2 separate regions of the Sus scrofa genome follow, and region 2 is linked to region 1. A link is a contact called in public Hi-C data. All regions are on one chromosome and are shown on one strand. Each heading gives the region's core, a stretch centred on a gene start, on an enhancer-like site or on the middle of the called end of the contact. The rest is flanking DNA. Distances are from core to core; before and after follow the strand shown.

Region 1 (6,662 bases), core at 2,488-4,987:
GCCTACATCACAGCCACAGCAATGCCAGATCCGAGCCGCATCTGTAACCTACACCACAGCTCATAGCCATGCTGGATCCTTAACCTACTGAGCGACGCCAGGGATCGAACCCGCCACGTCATGGTTCCTAGTCGGATTCGTTTCCGCTGCACCATGACGGGACCTCCCCTGGCCTGGCTTTTTAACTTCACCACCTCACCGGAAGTTTGCCTTCATTTCCCTGCAGCTTCTTTGAGGGCCACGAGGCTGTGGGGACCTGGGCGCCCCCTGCTCCCTGACGCTGCGGTCTCCAGGGCAGGCTTGCTTCTCTCCCGTTGCCCCTTCTTTGCCTAGAGTGACCGTGCCCTCCGCCCCTCCAGCACCTTTTAGGCCTTTGCTCCAACCTGACCTCGTGACACTATCTGGGCTTTCGACAAATTTGCAGCCACCATGCCCTCCTTCCCAGGGCTCCGCGTGCCCCTGGCCGCCCCATCATCCGGACACTAGACTTGCTCCACGTTCATTCTCGGTCTCGACAGAAAGTAACCTCCAGCTGTTTTCCCCGCAGCTCTGAGAACAAGGCTGGCACACAGTAGGGACTTGATTTACAAGGTGACAAGAGAACTGTCACAGAAAGTACACAGCCCCTGAAGGAGCCCTTAGAAGTAACATTTATCAGTGTATCTTTCTTACCAGCATCAAAACCCTTCAGAAATCTTCATGAATATATGCAGTAGGCAATATCCTGCCAGACAGTATCAATTATTTTACTCAAGTTTAAAATCAACAATAGTGTTTAAACCAAGCATACGAAAATTCAAACACAATCACCAACCACGGTGGTTAAAGCCCAGGTTACGGAGTTTCCCTCCTGGCTCAGCGATAAGGAACCAGACTAATACCCATGAGAACTCAGTTCGATCCCTGGCCTCACTCAGGGGGTTAAGGATCCAGCATTGCTGAGAGCTGTGGTGCAGGTCAGCAGCTGCAGCTCTGATTTGACTCCTAGCCTGGGAATTTCCATATGCCCCGGGTTTGGCCCTAAAAAGCAAAAAATAAAAATAATAATAATAATAAATAAGATCCGGGAGTTCCTATCATGGCTCAGTGTGGTTAACAAATTGACTAGGAACCATGAGGTTGTGGATTTGATCCCTGGCCTCGCTCAGCGGGTTAAGGATCCGTGTTGTTGTGGTGTAGCTCGCAAACACAGCTCAGATCCCGAGTTGCTGTGGCTCTGGCGTAGGCCGGAAGCGGAAGCTTCTTCCTTTTTTTTTTTTTTTTTTTAATTACTTTGCTAACACTGGCTCCTAAACTCCAACTTTGTCTCAGCAGTTCCTTTGCTCTTTAGGAGCTGCCCTGCTCCTAACGGCAGGATCTCCTCACTTTGGTATATATATATTTTTTTTTTGTCTTTTTGCCATTTCTTGGGCTGATCTTGCGGCATATGGAGGTTCCCAGGCTAGGGGTCGAATTGGAGCTGTAGCCACCGGCCTACACCAGAGCCACAGCAACGCCGGATCCGAGCCGCGTCTGCAACCTACACCACAGCTCACGGCAACGCCGGATCCTTAACTCACTGAGCAAGGGCAGGGATCGAACCTGCAACCTCATGGTTCCTAGTCGGATTCGTTAACCACTGCGCCACGACGGGAACTCCTGGAAGCGGAAGCTTCGATTCGACCCCTAGCCTGGGAACCTCCATATGCCGTGGGAGCTGCCCTAGAAAAGGCAAAGAGACAAAAAATAAATAAATAAAATAAGACCCAGGTTTATTTAACTCATGTTTTAATGCACCCTCTTGTCGCCAAGCCCAAGTATAAGGCCTCAGGGCAGGGAGTCTGACCAGCCATTCTTGGCCAGCACAGTATCAGGAATCCCCTGGCCCTGCTGACACTGAAATTTGCATGCGACCCTAATTCTGCTCTCACTTCCTGTAAATAACGATCCCAAAGTTCCCCAGACCACGAGTGACCGCAGTGCTTCAATCTGCTGCTGGGCTGAGCGAATTCACGGTTTGAGCTGCAGATGAAGACTTTACCGATTACTCAGCCTCGGTACTTAAACTTACAGCTCCCTTAACGTGCTATCAATACTGCAGGGAAAGCTCAACTCTCCGAGGTTCAGAACCAAAGGAGAGAAGGCATCCTGAGTCTCTTCTGACTCGGTACCTTTTCCCAGCTCCTTCTTCTCGGTCCCAACCAAAGAAGAATGTCTAATGAAAGAAATGGTCAGATTCAGGCCAGGACTCAAATTTTAAAGACACACAGGAACCCGACTGGTATCCATGAGGATGTGGGTCCATCCCAGGCCTCCCTCAGTGGGTCAACGATCTGACATTGCCATGAGTTGCAGTGTAGGCTGCAGACGCAGCTTGGATCTGCTGTGGCTGTGGCTGTGGTGTGGGCTGGCAGCTCTGGCTCGGATTCGACCTCTCGCCTGGGAATCTCCATATGCTGTGGGTGTGGCCCTAAAAGGACCAAAAAAAAAAAGAGAGAGACACCCATTCCCCCCCCAATATTTCACATATTCCCGGATGGAGGGCAAAGACTCACAAACAAAAAATGCATTTCCCCCACCCCAGGGAAAGGTTCCCACAGGCTGGAGGGCAGCCTGGGCTGAAAGTGCCTGCATCTTCCTTCCACTCTGCCAGCCACTCAGGTCAGGAGCCTGGGAGCATCCTTCTCAATCTCTCCTGCCCTACACCGCGCAGGAGCAAGTCCCGTGAGTTTTGTCCCAGGACATCCACTTCTCCCGCCACAGGTGCCACCACTCTGGGCCATACCTTCTCTTCCTCCCGAATTATTACAAGAGTCCCCAACCGGTTCCCCTGCTTCCTGTAACTCCTACACTCTACAATGAGGCTAGAAGAATCTTCCAACATATGAAATAGTAATTTATAGTATCACTAAATTACACCACTCCCCTGCTCAAATCTCCAAGATCGCCGTCACCCTGAGAGTACTACTCCCCAAAGTCCTTCCTGGGCTCTGGCGCTCTGCTCCCTGACAGCCGCTCCAAGCTCCTCCTCTCCAGCCTCGCGCGCTCCGCAGTCCCAGCTGCCTAGGATCCCGCGGGCTCCTTTCGGCCCTCGGGCCTTTGCAATGGTTCCCTCTTCCCGACCCGCCCGTTCCCAGAACTTGAAAGGCTGATTCCTGGATGTCACTCAGACTTTAGCCCAAGTGTCACCTCCCCAGGAGCCCTTCCCAGGCCACGCCTCGCGTCCGCGCGTCCATCTGGCGCTCATCCCGAATTTAGGCCTCCCGCGCTGACAGCCAGGCAGCGCTGCATGCCCGCGCGGACCGTCAAGCCGCCAGTGACCCGCCGGCTGGCGCCCCCTCTCCGGGAAGGACCCTGCCCCCGGAAAGTGACCAATGGTTGGCCGCCCTGTCTCTCGGGGCGTGGCCACCGGCCTCCCGCTCCCCTCCGCCCTCGCCTCGCGGCGCCTGGAGGGCTTCCTGGAGGAGGGCGCCATTGGTTTCCCCCGCCTTCCTCTCCAGGAGCGTACCTATCCAGCAGACTCTTCTCTGCGTGCCCGTCCGGCACACTCGCCGCTCGCCCCCGCTCGTCCCTGCTCCGCTTCCCGGCCGCCTCCATCCGGACCCCGCCGCAGCCAGGATCCAGCCCGCTGGCCCCGGGCGCTGTCCCAACCCGCAGAAACTGTCAGGCTTCGGAGCGCGGCCGAGAGGAGCTGCGAGGGCCGGGGCGCTTCCGGATTGGCTGAGCTGCGCACTGCCGGCCAATCCTCGCACCTCAAAGATGCTCTGCGAGGAGGCGGGGCCCGGGCTGCGCGCTATCCTGTGACCGGCTGGGGGCGGGCTCGTGCACGTCACAGGGGCGAGCCCACGGCGGTGGGCGGGGCTTGCCTGGAGCCCGGGCTGTCAACAAGGTAGAGGCCCCAGGGGGCGCTGGGGGGTAGGGGGGCGCGGCCTGGACGGTAGGGATCCGGGTGCTTCAGCCCGCTGGGGCGGGAGCCCGGGTCCTCCGAGGCCGGCAGACCACGTCCAGTGCCACCGCAGTCCCGGGGGACCCGCTGTGAGCTGACCTTCTGCATAAGTGACTTGGGTGGAATTAGGACTCGTTTCCTGAGGGTGGATCTGAGGGTCTGGAGGCGAGGCTGTTACAGAATCCGAGGCGAGACGTGGGAACACTAAGCAGGGAGCGCGAGGCGCGGGAAAGCTGGATCCGGGATAGATTTAGGATGTAAAACAGGCAAGAATGCTGAAAGCGGAGCCTGCGAGAGAGTGAGAAAGGCGGTGACTTGGCGCCTTTGCCTGGGACAGGAACACCCCGGCAGGGAAGGCTCTGCGCGGACCTTTGGACCTGTCGAGTTGTCTGTGAGGCAGTCAAATGGAAAAGTCTAGCATTCGTGTAGTCGGCCAACCTTAACACAAGTCAGTTTTGAAAGCAAGAGGGCAGAGATCCAGATTGCTGAATTCTAATGAAGCCACCGTCTCTTGCCTTTTTGGCAAAATACCAATTTCTAAGTTTAATTGAGCTCTGAGCATGTGGCCAGGCACTGTTCCCAGTGCCTTTCATTTATTCTCTAGTTTGATCTTGATAACACCCCATCCCCTTTATCCCCACTTTACATATGATGAAATTAAGGTACAGAAAAAGTCCACATCTTTCCCAGGTTCACACTGGAAGTAATGGAGCCAGAATATAAATTCAGGAATTCTGTGCCAAGAAGCTGAATTTTAATTGGATGTTTGTGGACTTGCTCAATCTCCTCAACAGGAGTCCAGAAGAAGTTGTCTTTTCCAGCTCTGCAAGTCTCCACATTTCTGGATTTTTTTTTTTAATTTCCTATCATTCTCTACCTTTTTTTTTTTTTTTTTTTTTTTTTTTTTGCTTTTTAGGGCCACACCAATAGCACATGGAGGTTCCCAGCCCAGGGGTCAAATTGGAGCTGCAGCTGCCAGCCCACAACACAGCCACAGCAACACCAGAACCAAGTTTTGTCTGTGACCTCCGCTGCAACTCATGGCATCGCCAGATCCTTAACCCAATGAGCGAGGCTGGGGATCAAACCCATGTCCTCATGGATACTAGTCGGGTTCATCACAACTGAGCCACAGCAGGAACTCCTATTTCCTGTCCTTCTTGCTTACACTCTGAGCTTCTTTTTCAAAGGCAGCAAAGGACACATCAAGATTTAAGAATTAGACAGACAGAAACTCAAGGGCAGTTGAAAGAGGAGAAAAGAAAGGGTGAGAGGAGAGTCTAAGACTGAGTGTGAGCGCAGCTGAGCGGCGATCTGAGGTGTGCGCTGAATGCCACGGTCAGGACGGCTGATGAATTTGGTCGGAGGAGTTTGAGGAGAGCAGCAGGGAGGGGTGAGGAAGGAGCAGGGCTGGGCAGTGGGGAAGGAAGGGGGTCGAGGGGCACGATGAAGGGAGATGGCTTAGAGAGAGAGCATGTGTGCGGGCTGATGGCAGGTAGCAAACGAGGAGGCCGGAGGAAGCGGAGTTCCTGTTGCAGCGCAGCTAAGAATCCGACTGGTACCCATGAGGATGCAGGTTCCATCCCTGGCCTTGCTCAGGGGCTTAAGGATCCAGCGTTGCCATGGGTTGCCCTGTGGTCCGCAGACGTGGCTCGGACCTGGCGTGGCTGTGAAGTCCCAGAGGCAGGGAGCCAGCCTGAGACGGGGGCGAAGGCGGGTGGGGCGTTGAAAGGGAGGGGGCAAGGTGCATCATCTAAACCTAGACGCAAGGCTGTGAGGAAGGGAGCTGGAGGCGCGAGGGCCACTGACGAGGTGACTCATCTCGAGGCCTCCTTGGACCAGTTCCGCTGCGGTCAGAGGGTTTGTGTGTCCAGGTGGATAGAGTGACTGCAGTGGCGGGCTCAGAGAAACCAGATAGCGACGTGGCTGGCGACACCCGCACAGAGGACCAGTGCTGCCCGGCCGAGTGGCCTGGCCTCCTCTCTCCCTGAAAGCAGAGCATGGGGCAACAGGATGGAGTGGCCAGCTGACTCCAAGTGGGCGAGTCAAACATGCGACAGAGGCGCCAACGGGGTGTCTTAACTACGAAATAAGTGCCCAATAAAGACTAAATATTTGAGGAACGCCACCTCCATGGACAAGAGATACGAAATGGAACTCACGCCTAAGGGAAAAAAGCCACAGAGCCATCAGGAAAATCGGCAATAAAGGAATGACGTCCAAGGAGATCAATGGGTATCTTTTTTTTTCCTCCAAGGCAGTCGTAAAAAAAAGGGCCAACAACAAAGAAAAAACCAGATTGGATGGACACTATAATAATTGAAGTTTAAAAATGCCATAGAGTTGCCGGGGACTTGGCTGGAAGAGGTGGGTGAGTGGGCAGAGCACAGCTGATTTTTTAGGGCAGTGAAACCATTTTGAATAATATTCTAATAATGGATCCACATTGTACGTTTGTGAAAACTCCTATGATGTACAACACGGAGAGTGCCAGGGTAACTAGGGACTGTGGGTGCTGATGATGTGGCAGTGTCGGTTCATAATTGCGACAAATGTCACCAATTGTGTGATGTCATAGCAGGGGAGGTGATACGTGCAGGAGGCAGGTTTATATGGCAACTCTCCATTCTGCTCAGTTTTGCCGTGAATCGAAAACTGCTTTAAAAAATAAAGTCTATCAACTGTAACAGAACAAATAAAAATCTTACAAAAAAGATATCATCTGTAAATAGAAATA
Region 2 (6,662 bases), core at 1,111-3,610, 200 kb before region 1:
CCTTCTCAGCAAGCAGCTAGCACACCAGAGACACCTCTTTACACTGGTCCCCAGACCACTCGCAGCCAGAGCGCCGGCCCTCTGGTCACCGCCTGGTTCAGGGAACTTCCCACCCACGAGGAGCAGGTGGGCCTTGTCTCATCCGTGTCTTCAGACCCTGGACACCCCTGCCCATGCCCTTGGGCCCTCCCCTGAGCTGGCTGAAGGTGTCCTTGACAGGAGCAGCCTTGCTGCCCAGTGCTGGGCATGGGGGAGGCTGGAGAGAGAGGCTCAGGGTCAGGGTCAGGGTCAGGGTCAGGCAGTCTCATCTCCAATGGCCCTAGACCCAGGAAAGGCCTCTGCAGGGCCAGAAAGATCAACAGCATCCCCTCCACCTCCTTAGAGAGGACAGGATGGCCCCTCCGCGTGGACACAGTCCTCTTCCTGGCCTCTGGCCTTTGTCTTCCCAGCTCTTGCCCCAGCTGCAGGCTCAGAAACCGTGTAACCCAGGAGGAGAGCAAGCAGTGGCCAGCACAATGCTTGTCACACTCAGTAGTTGCCTCACACACAGCTGGCTGCCCGAGTGCACATGCAAACAAGAGAGCCAGCGCGTGTCCTGGGGGCTCAGGTGCAGAGGCGCCCTGCAGGCAGGGCCCAAGCATGAGTGGACAGGGCCGAACCTAAGCCAGACCCACTGGAGGAAACAGGCTGCTAGAAATGGACCAGGGGCAGGGGCAAGCGGCCTTAGCTCGGAGGCGGGGTGAAGGCTGAGACCCGAGGCCAGCTCTTCCCACGGACAGCATCCCCCAATAGCTGGGGCCCCTGGCTCACCACCGCCCCACCAGGACATCCTTCCTGCCAGCCTGCCTTCCCCGGTGCCAGAAGTTCTGTGCGAGAGAAGACTGCTAATCCTAGCACATTCCCAGGTCAGCGTAGACTCACCAGGAAAGAATTCATTCCCCCGACCTCCCACAACCTGAAAGCACAAATGCACGCGAGCGCACACCCACGCTCAGCTACCATCAGTGTGGATGTCATCACAGCCTTGGCCTGTCCTAGGGGTTTGCGCCCTGTTGGAGCTGGGCTGGAGGCCTCTGCCCAGGTCTTTTCTGCTCACCTGGGACTCACAACCCATTTTGATGAAACTGCTTCCGGACCTGCCTCATCACCCCTCCTACACCGGGAACTCCTTCCAAGCCAAGGACCCAATGAGGGGCGTGCCCCTCAATACTCAGGTGTCAGCAACCATTTGTGGACTGAATGCAAGATTCCAATAACAAGAATGAAGAAAGCAGCTGTGAGACCCTGAGCACAGATTCGATTCTGAGGAGTTCTAGAGGCCCATGAGGCTGATAATTTCTAACAGAATGGATTTCACCTTTTACTGGATGAATGGGTGCAAACAGAAAAGGCTAAAATTAGGGAGGAAATGCGATGCTAGGCTGAAGGCAGAATATAGAGCAAGACCACAGAGCAGGTGAGCAGGAGAATCTCTGCGGGAAGTGAAAGGGCTGCCTGTTTTCTCTTGCTTCCAGAACAATGCACCTCACCATTGACGTCAATGTATGCGAAGAAACAAAAGGCCTTTGGGAGTGTGCAGGGTGCAGCTGGGCCTGGATTTGTTTGGCATTTGTGTGCACGCACTGAGGGAAGGGCGCGGGGGGTGTGCCAAGGTGTGACTGTCGGAGAAGCAGAAGGAGGGGCCACCCTCTCCAAGGAGTGCGAGCCCAGCGGCGGGTCTGCCAGCCCATATGTAGGAAGGAGGTTCCTGAAGTTGGTATCGCCCCATGTCACATCCATGTCTGATGAAGCTGCACGCGCACCTGGCCGAGGTGAGGGGAAAAACGGACTCGCACATAGAAATACCTGATGTGGATTTGGCTTTGGGAACTGGCAGCTTGGTTTGCTACAGGCCCCGGATCATAACTCTTCTTCCCTCCTGTCCCTGGTCCCCAAGAGAGCCTAGGAAGAATGGATCAGTGGAAGGACAAACCACAGGCCTCTTCAGCCCTTCAGAGCCCAGCCAGCTTCGCCTCTTCCATTGGACCCTGCAGCTTCAGAGCCTGCTGGAGCGGAGCAGCCCTGCGGGTTCCTGCCCCACAGGAAAGCCTTGGGCCTCTACCTAGTCTGCGAGGAAGTTCTACTCTCTCCTGACGCTCTAGACAGAAGGCCGGGGGCTTACATGCCCCAAACAATGCTTACTGAAAGAACAAATGGCCACAGCCTAGGTCCCCAACACCTTTCCCAGTCTTCAGGTGCTGCCTCCTCCATGGAGCCGCCGGGCATAGCTCTAGCCCTGGTTAACTTACCGTCCATATTGCCCAGTTGTGCATTTCATTAAGTTCCCTTTTCATGAGACGGTCCCTTCTCCCTAATGACGTGGCTGAGAGCAGGGACATCATTTATTCCTTTTGTACATCCTTGTAGTAACAAGGACCCTCGTTGCTAAACCAAAACTTGCGACACAAGGTCTGAAAAATAAGAAAGCCCACCTGGAAGCTAGTGTCCTGGTAGATCTGGGGCAATTGTCACCCTGAATGGTCTAGGTGGGCGTGAACCAGAAGCTCCTGCAGGGCGGTTCTGTCGGGTCCCCTGGGCAGCTTCAGCGCCCAGCGATGAATGAATGAGAGTGAGTAAATGAATGAATATGAATGAGCGGATGAAAGATGCCTGCAGGGAGTTTCCCAAGGCCTTGGCCGCGGGCGGGTGCGCCTCTGGCCAGTTGTTCCGGGTGGCAGCCTCTCGAGCCCTGGACTTCAGGCGGAGTTCGGCTGCCCAGCCCGCCGGGATGCACAGGAGCCCTTCCCGGTCCCGCGCCCAGCTCCCCCGCCCCGCGGTGGTACGCGCCACTCCGCTCTCCCTAAGCCGACAGATGAGAGCTGTCTTGAATGGAAGTCTCCGAGGCCGGAAGTGGAAGGGACCACTCAGGAGGACAGGGAGGGAGGCTCGAGCTCCCCGCGTCTTCATTGAGGAACCGACGCGGTGAACATGGAGTTCCATGTGCGTCTTATGTAAAGAGAGCGATGGGCGCCTCAGCCAATGGGTGCGCGGCGCTTGCAGGCCCGGCCCTCCCGGTATGCAGATGAGGCGGCACTGCGGCCAATGGCGGGCGCCGGGGGCGGGCACGGCGAGCGGTCACGTTTTCCACTATGTGACAGCGGCGAGTCGGCGGCGGTGGCGGAGGTGGGCGGCCCTGAGGGCTACGCGCTGCTTTTGGCGGCGACAGCGACGCGGGCGCGGGGTCGGCGGGCGACGCGCGGACGATCGGGCGGACCGGCGGGGACACGGCCCCGGTGAGTGCGCTGCGCCGCGGGCTGGGCCTGTCGGCCTGGGCGCGGACCCACGTCCGGCCTCCGGGCTTACTGGTTACGTAACCGCCGCCGGGCTGGCGGCGGTCTGGGGTCTCGGCGGCGACGGGCTCCAGACGGCGGCAAAGGCTCCTCTAGCTCGCGGAGGCGCGGTCGAGGGTTTCCTGGGCCATTTGACTCCTCCTGGTCTTGAAACCGGCCTGGGGTGGGTACTGTTCTTCCCATTTCACAGATTAGGAAACTGAGGTCCAGAGAGGTTAGGCTACATGTCTAAGGTCACAGAGCTTCTGAGTGACTCTCACATCCCACTGTCCTTCTCTACATGATTTCTCTATGCACCCTCCTCTTCTCCCCTGCTTTATCCCACCCCACCCCCACCCCCCATGAGAGAAGGCTGGAAAGGCCGAGGCAACAGAGGGTCAGTATGACAGTCCCTGGGAACATGAAGGGCCCCTCCGGGAGCTGGCATCCTGCTCAGAGGCCAGAGAGTCGAGTCTCCGGCTGGGGAAGGACCACCGCTGGGCGCTGGTCTAGGAGTCCTACCTGGCCAGCCCATGAGTCCCCTGCAGTGGGTGAGCAGAGAGACAAGATATTTCCTGGGCCAGGCAGGGCCCGGACACCTGATGTCCACCCTGGGTCTCTGCGTCTATTCTCTCTCCCCAGGTGGGGTAGAAGCCGGGGGCAGGGGCCAGCGTGGATCCTCCTTTGGGAAGCAGCAATCAGTTTATGCTTCTGGGTGTACTTTGGCAGCCAAGTCCTGGAAAGGACCCAGGGGTGGGTGGCGGCCCGCTCCGGAAAGGCCAAGGTAAGAGATGACAACTGGTTGCCAGGGTTTCTGTAACCTACACAGAAGAAACAGTTTGGAAAGCTGATTCATACTCACAGAAAAACGGAGCCAGAAGGTACCCCGGAAACCATCCTTAGCTTGACTGTTGAGGACACTGAGGCCCAGATGCCCGCTGGGCACACGTCACGGCAAGGCCAGGCCTAGGCTCAGGGTGCCTGCAGGGTCTTTCCATCATCCGGAAGGAATTGATCTGGGTCGGTCAGAATCAGCTTCCGAAGTTCTGTCAGGGCCTAAAATTGGGTGCCGCTGAATCTCAAGGGGGCTGGAATTTGGGGGGAGGGGCCTCCGGCCCCCCAAACGTTAAGAATCCCAGCACCATGGCAGAAGCCCCTCCGTGAATACCTCTCGCCTCCCAGGCCCCTGGCAGCAAGGCCACCGGGTTCCCTCTGCTGAAAGCGGAGGTGCCCGCCTTCTGCCCCCACGCTCGGTCTCCAGGCCTGAGCGGGTTTGGCTGAGGAGGGAGCACGACTCGACCTGAAGCTTTTCAGCAGACGATGAGCTGTTCAACACAAGGCTCATCACTTTTTGTGAGGCGTCTGAGTGAAACGAGGAAAGGGACTCCTTTGCCTTAAGTGGAGCTGCGTGTGTGATATGCCAGCAGGGATGGGACCGTGGGTGTTCGCAGGTATCTGTCACTGTCATCTCCGTGTGACTCACTGTGCAGAACTAGCGCAGCCCCGGCTTTCTGGGGGGGCTGGGGTGCTGGCGAGGCTGCCGCTGGGGGACTCGGCTCCCACCTGGGGCTGGTCTGTGCCGGGGGCCGAGGGCAGACCGTGAGTCTGTTTCAGTCCCCAGCTTTTTGAATTCCTCTTGCCCTACAGGCGATTTCGCGCACAGGAGGCAGAAGTTTCTGACGTGTAGAGCCACCTAACTAACGTTAGCCTGTGAGGCAGGTCTGCCGTCCTTTCTTCGAAGGAAATAGGAGAGATTCCTCGCACTGGTACTGTTTCTCATGCCCTTCACTTTCAGAGAAACGCGGGGGCACGCCTGTGCTTTTAAATGATGATGTAACCGCACCAGCCTCAGCCCATCTCTGGCTCTGGCCGGCTGCTCTCTCTGTGGCCGGCAGGACCTCTCAGCATTGAGTCAAAAGAAAGAGTGACGCTGAGAGTGACCGTATTCGGCAAAGCTGACCAGAAACACACCACCAGGCAGCTCTGCAGCCGCTGCGCGCGTCCCCGCCTCGCGGAACACTGGCCCACCTGCCAGCCTGCAGAGACCCAGACAGGGCCTCTGATGGGCCCGCCCCCTGAGCCTTTCTGCTAAGCCCTGGTTTCAGCGCTGTGCTCTTTGCAGGCCCGTCTGAAACACGTCTGTTACTGTATTTCCAAGTCTAGAGCAGGCCGTGAGCGGGAAGCAGGGAGCGGGACCAAGGCCGCTGCCGGATCAGAGGCCGGCAGCTCCGAAGGCGGAGCTGGGCCTTCACCAGCCCCCAAGGCCTGGAGCTCCCTGGCGCTCTTCGTGAGGGGACAGAAGCCCAAGAACAGCTGGGCTGCCCCAGGCACCCAGACGCTGAGGCCAGGAAGCTGAGGTCTTTGCAGGTCCGTTGGTTTAAATGCCGTGCTTCTCCAAATGGGAGGTTCTACGTGCAGGGCAGAGATCTGGGCGGGGAGGGGCCGCTCCCCAGCCCCCTGCGCTCCCGGAGTTGGGCGGCTGCAGTCACATTTTCCTCAGTTACCCAGCCGTTTCCATGGAGAGCGCCGGTGTTTATTTGGCAGGACAAACATTTTCTCGGGATTGCAGCAGGCTGGCCTCGGGGAATTGGCTCTGACCAGGAAGTAGCAAACATGTTATAAGATCCGCGGTTGTAAAATACCCGGGGCCTGCAGAAACAAAGCACAGGCTCTGGGATCCCTGTCACACAAAGTTCGGAAACAGGCTAAAGGAAGGGGGCTAACGCATTCTGGGGGGTGGGAGGTGCCCTGGAGACCCCCCCAGGCCTTTGCGGGCTGGTGGCTTCTGCCTCGTGGGCTGGGGGCTGGGTTCAGTTTGGGGACATACATAGAGAGCTTACCTTTTGGGACTTCGGCTACTGTCTTTTTTTTTTTGTCTTTTTAGGGCCACACTGAGGCATATGGAAGTTCCCAGGCTAGGGGTCCCATCGGAGCTGCAGCTGCCGGCCTACACCACAGCCACAGCCACGCCAGATCCTTAACCCACAGAGCGAGGCCAGGGATCGAATCCACACCCTCATGGTTCCTAGTCGGATTTCTTCCTGCTGCGCCACGAAGGGAACTCCTTCTGCAACCGTCATCTCTCCACTTCAAACCCTTGATGATCCAGAGATTGGCTGTACACGGATTTCTGCTCCCACAGAGAAGAGTACATCCCGCCGAGACGCAGGGAGGCCGAGTGCGAGAAGCCTTTACCACGCTGGCTGTGGCCATGGGGGTAGAGCTGGGGCCCAGGCTGCCGCCCCTTTTCTCGACCGCGTCTTATGGAAACTATGAGCGTGTGTGAACGTAGGGAGGCCGGCGGAATGAGCGCCTCAGCCAGCCTCGGCTCCTTTCTGCCCTTGGCTGCCCTCC

What was found. A called contact is a pair of places that touch in the nucleus more often than the background predicts.
Region 2: a contact with region 1 is called in a Hi-C map of liver, with 4 times the contacts expected there. The contact joins the promoter of PER2 here to the promoter of SCLY in region 1. A contact is called at or near these places in 1 of 47 Hi-C or Micro-C datasets (liver) and 1 of 2 datasets of contacts at active chromatin or transcription factors (alveolar macrophages).

The regions. Positions count from the first base shown.
Region 1 is chr15:137,634,151-137,640,812 of Sscrofa11.1, reverse strand. It overlaps SCLY (selenocysteine lyase), which reads right to left and starts at 3,737. Exons shown (of 12, transcript XM_021074966.1): 1 at 3,488-3,737. The coding sequence starts at 3,576.
Region 2 is chr15:137,833,552-137,840,213 of Sscrofa11.1, reverse strand. PER2 (period circadian protein homolog 2) reads left to right here and starts at 2,360. Exons shown (of 22, transcript XM_021074888.1): 1 at 2,360-3,272. The coding sequence starts at 3,019.